Regions from separate parts of the Sus scrofa genome. Here region 2 is linked to region 1. Evidence: chromatin contacts called from public promoter capture Hi-C data. All regions are on one chromosome and are shown on one strand. The core of a region is the stretch at or near the end of the contact, and the rest is flanking DNA. Distances in the headings are between cores, read along the strand shown.

Region 1 (2,520 bases), core at 16-2,515:
CCAGCCACCAAGCGGCCACAACCGCAAGCAGACCAGGTGGTCAGGCTGGTCGATGATGATGGCCCCAGGCAGAGGATCCTGGCGTGGTAGGAGGAATGGCTGAAGGCCAAACCACTGGGCTACCTGGGTAAGCAGCCTGGGCCTTCCCCACAGGCCAGGTAGCCCTCCCAGGTCAGTGACACAGGGGGACATTGAGGCCTGGGTAGGGTCAGAACACCTGGCCCCTGGTCATTGCTTCTTTCCCATCCTGTATAAGGAGGAAACCAAGCCATTTGGGAGAGGAGGCTGATGCTCTGGGCTGAAGGAGGACCTGGCCTGGAATCTCTAGGGTCAGGAGCCTCTTTCCTACCTCCAGCCTGGAGCTGGGACCTTCCAATACCAGCTGGGGCAGACTCAGGAGATCAGAGGTCAAGGTCAGATTGGTGACTCTCCACATCCCATTTAGTTTTTCCCAGGCTGGTTTGTGAGGGTCCTGGGAGGAGCCAAAGGTCGGGGCTCCCTTCTCACACAGACATAAAGCAGTACAAACCAAACACCCATCCATGGTAACAAATGAACACTGAGATGCACTCAAATTGTGCGTGCACACACACACACAGACTCCCACAGACATGTGCATACAGTCACGAAACACTGATGTCTAAAGATGGTTCCATGCAACAGTGTCCAATCAAGACATTGCTGTATGTGCACGAATGACCCTAGATGTACACAAGCAGTCATATCCAGATGTGCACACAGGTCCGTACATACAAGTGCACATGCGTGCTCACTCCCTCAGATGTGCACATCCGGGTACACCCACTCCCAGAAAGGGACAAAAATACATAGATAGGCACACACAGGCACATCCACCCCCGGATGGGAACAGAGATACCTTCACCCCCAACTATGCCCAGTAAGTCCGCACCCCACTAAGATTTGCCCACCCCAGGCGACCCACGGCTGCAAGAGAACAGGAAGCTTCCCTAGGCTGGTGCCGGATCGGAAACAGGGGCCGGGAGCCCAGGAGGGGGCGCAGCCTCAGACTCTCCCTCGGCCCCCCGTCCGTCCGCCATCTGCCCTCACCGTGGATGCCGGTCTGGTGCGCCATGGCTCCGTGCCCCGCTCCGCCTGCGCCCTCAGAGCCCTCGGCTCGGCCACGACCCAGCTCGGCTCGTCTGGACCGGGAGGAGGAGAAGGAGGAGGAGGATGTGGCGGTAGCCTCCCAGCCTCGCGCAGCTTCCCGGGCGGTGCCGCAGGACCCGCCCCCAGAGCGCCCCGCCTCCGACGGGCGAGGCCGGGACTCGAGGCCGCGCGTGCGTGCAGTAGGCGCCTGGCTCCAGGTGGGCCCAGGGAGGAGCTTTGAGTGGTGTTTCCGCGCGCTTGCGCTTGCCTTGTTTCTGGCGGAGAATGCGATCTGCGTACCGCCTAGCATGTGTGGGCGCATGCACGTGTGTGTCAGTACACCCGGATCCGAGTGGTCTGTGGCTGGGGCGTATCCATATGAGCGCGCGCAAGCCTGAGTCCCGGTCAGGGGCCAGGTGGGTTTGCAGATGGGTAGCATCCTGGCGTGGCCTTGAAGCGGGGAAGGGGTTTTTCTGTGTGTGAATGGGCACCCGTGTGTTTGTGTGACATCTCTTTCCTTGGAGACGTTTCTTGGGCGGCTCCTGTGGCCCTGGGCACCTGGAGGCGACGCGCCTGAAGGCCCCGTCCTGACGGTGGGAGCCCAAACTGACTTTCTGCTAGACAGCCCGCAAATGAACAGTGTCTGTGGTGGCGAGTGCCCTGTGCAGAGGGTAAGGGGCCGTTAGGAGGAGGTGAAATTTGAGTGGAAACCTGGAGGAAAGCCTGGCAGAGGGGTGGGGAAAGTCTTCTGAAAAGAGGAGACTGCAGAATTCCCTTCGCGACGCAGGAGAAACGAATCCAACTAGGAACCATGAGGTTGCAGGTTTGATCCCTGGCCTCACTCAGTGGGTTAAGGATTCGGCATTTCTGTGAGCTGTGGTGTAGGTCCCAGACGCGGCTCGGATGTGGCGTTGCTGTGGCTGTGGTGTAGGCCAGCAGCTGTAGCTCCATTAAGACCCCTAGCCTGGGAACCTCCATATGCCTGCGCCATGGGTGCGGCCCTGAAAAAAAAAAATTCCTTGGAAATAGGAATTAACCAAGAAAACACATTAACTAAAACTAATAAGGTTATGTTCTCTATTCTAATGTCCATCACTGGATAAATTACACGACTACCTTAATTGCAAAGTCCTCCCTCCTACCTGGTTGGCCCCACTCTGCATCATTCTCTTTGTTTTTATCCCTGCCTGGCACATATATTTACTCGCTTATTTGTTTATTGTCTTCCCTCCACCAGTTTAAGTTTTTACCCCTGCTGTATCTCCAGCAGCTAGAACAGTGCCCAGGATTAGTAGGTGTTCAGTAATATTTTCCAAATTAGAAGTTCCCATCGTGGCGCAGTGGAAATGAATCTGACTAGGAACCATGAGGTTGCAGGTTCACTTCCTGGCCTCGCTCAGTGGGTTAAGGATC
Region 2 (2,520 bases), core at 10-2,509, 220 kb after region 1:
AACCCCTTCCACGACCAAGGTGACCCTGAGTAACAATAGTCATCGCCCTCCCCACCCCACCCCCAACCCCCGGCTGAAACCCAAGCTGGGTGGCCCAAGAGACAGCTGTCCCTCAGGTTGGGACAATAAAACCAAAGTGGGGCTAGGCAAAGCCACCCACTGTAACCTGACCGGGGTGGCCACTGGGCTATTTTTAACGGGGGACAAAGTTAAACCTGGTGATTGTTCTGGGGACTCTGGCATGCAGGGGGTGGGGCAGCGTTATCTAGCCCCCTGGCCTGCTGGAGCCTCAGGAGCCAAAATTAGTTCCCAGCCCCGCCAGGCCTTGTATGGGCATGGGGCGGAGGACTGCCCCCCCAGCTCCATGGACTCCTGCAGGATAGGCAGAGGCACCCCCTTCCTTTCCCCGGGCTGAGGGAGGGGTTCCCCTGGGAGCAGCTGTCCATGTCAGATGTCCTTGTCTCTACGGTGGGAGGAGGTCAGTAACACACCCCCCTGCTGGCATGGAATCACATCTGAAGCCCCTCAGTGGGCCCTGCAGGGACCTGAAGTGACCACCCTCCAGCCCTTACCCCTGGCTAAGCCACTGATCCGGAGCCTGCCGAGCTGGATGCGGGCTGGGGCCTCAGCTCTCTGTTCCTTCTTCCCAGCTCCCCACCCCCATGCCCAGTCCCTCCCTGCCTGCCTTAAACTTCAGAGCCCCTTCTCCAGCTCAGGATTCCAGCTCTCCAGCCCCCTCCTCACAACCCCTATCCCACTCTCCACAGCATCTGCAGCCAGCCAAGGGGCTGGAGGGGGTGGGGGATTGTGGACATGTGAGAAGCAGAATATGAGGGGCAGCAGTGGGGGAGGTGGGGACAGGGAAACAGCAACAGAGCCTCAGAGGGAGAGCTTGGAAGGAACAAAGAGATGGAAAGAGACTAGAAACAGCAAAAGTCCAGAGACCAGTGACGTAGACTAGAGACATTTGGAGACAGGGGCAGACATGATGCCAAAGCTGCGACATCTTCCTCCACCCACCCTGACAGCTACCCACAGACCCTAAACTCCTCACCCCTTCCACACCCTGGAATGCCAGCCCCACCAGCCCCTGAGGGCCTGGGTTGAAAGTACGTGGTCCCTCTCCTGGATTCCCACCATCTCCTTCAGGTGACCTTGCCCCCATCATGAGCTGAATGAGCCCCCTGTGGGCCCGCCACCCCAGCCCTGCCCAGGCCCATCCCTCACCGCAGCCTTGTAGATGTCATCCATACTGGCGGCTCACAGGGCAGGCTGCTGAGGTTGCCAGCAGCGGCCCTCGGCTTAAATAGCCCTGCCCCGCCACATTCCCGGCCCAGCCCACCCCTGCCTGCCGTATCCTCCACTCCCTCCCCTGGACCTGGTGATCTCACACTGGCCTGAGTCCCTGTGTCCTCCGCCCAGGGCAAGGAGAAGATGAAGGGCTATAAGGACCAGGTCTCTCTCCCTCTGTCCTCCATCTCCCCAGGGACTCTCCAGAAAAGTTTTTTGAAAAAATGAAAACATAAGCCCAGGACAGACGGGAGCTGTGTACAGGGGCCTCGCCTGGGGCCCACTATACTGCAGCTCCTGTCTGCCCCGGAGGTGAGGCCCCTATACACAGCAGCTCAACCCCTATCCAATCAAGGGAATAGGTGAGGCTCCTGGAAGGACTTGCTTGAGGTCTGGCTGACGTGGCAGCTCCTAACTTAGGTTAAACCTCTCTGGAGCAGGGGCAACACTATGTAAGGAGAGGGTGGGAGAGCAGAACCCTCAGAGAAGCCTCGAATGCCAAGTTCAGAGTACGGTGCTGTGGTACTAGTGGAGAAGGAAGGCACTGACCTACCTCAGGAGAGTATGGGCTGGAGCCTTTCTGCCAAGGGTGCCAGAGAAGCCCTGCCTGAGACCTCTCATCTCCCCAGGGAGAGAAGTACTAGCTCTGGGCTTGACTGCATTCAATCAATCATTCAACAAACTCACCCTCACAGATGCCCCATCTGTGTAAGACTGTTCCCCTGAAGTTGGTTTACCACCTCTCTCTTCTAGATCTGGGTCTTCCCCTGGGTTAAGGCTCCTTCTCTGCCTGTGCTCCAGTACTGCAGTTCCTGGGTCCAGAGCCAATCTATCGCCCCCTCATTTTGAGCTCTAGTAGAACACCAGCGGGGGTCTTGTGCCAGATGGCCAGCACATAGCCATTGCTTCCACCTAACTCAACACCTTCTCGCAGAACTCACACCAGCTCCCTGCCTTGCCTGCCAGGCGTTTGCGTGGACTAGCCCACTCAGTTCTCTGGAAGCCCATGTGACATAGATCTGAGTCTTGGAGAGGTTAAGAACTGACACAATTATTCTGTCCTGCTTGCATTCTAAGCCCCAATTTTTCTTCTCCTTTAGCCTTCTTGTGCTCAACTGGGAATGAGCCCAAGAGGAAGGTGAGAGGTAACCACTGCCTCTTTTCTGGAGAAGGAAACTGAGACCAAGCGAAGCAGTGACTCGCTTCAGGTACGCCGGAAGGTGCGGGGCC

Evidence for each region. Promoter capture Hi-C pulls out the DNA fragments that hold promoters and counts their contacts.
Region 2: a promoter capture Hi-C map of fetal liver shows a contact between it and region 1, with 3 times the contacts expected there. The contact joins the promoter of TNNC1 here to the promoter of TWF2 in region 1. A contact is called at or near these places in 3 of 5 promoter capture datasets (fetal liver and liver), 10 of 47 Hi-C or Micro-C datasets (alveolar macrophages, embryonic fibroblasts, heart right ventricle and 6 more) and 2 of 2 datasets of contacts at active chromatin or transcription factors (alveolar macrophages and skeletal muscle).

What each region holds. Positions count from the first base shown.
Region 1 is chr13:34,369,732-34,372,251 of Sscrofa11.1, forward strand. TWF2 (twinfilin-2) reads right to left here and starts at 1,266. Exons shown (of 9, transcript XM_013981767.2): 1 at 1,069-1,266. The coding sequence starts at 1,093. It also overlaps a transcript of TLR9 not described here.
Region 2 is chr13:34,593,061-34,595,580 of Sscrofa11.1, forward strand. TNNC1 (troponin C1, slow skeletal and cardiac type) reads right to left here and starts at 1,260. Exons shown (of 6, transcript NM_001130243.1): 1 at 1,228-1,260. The coding sequence starts at 1,251.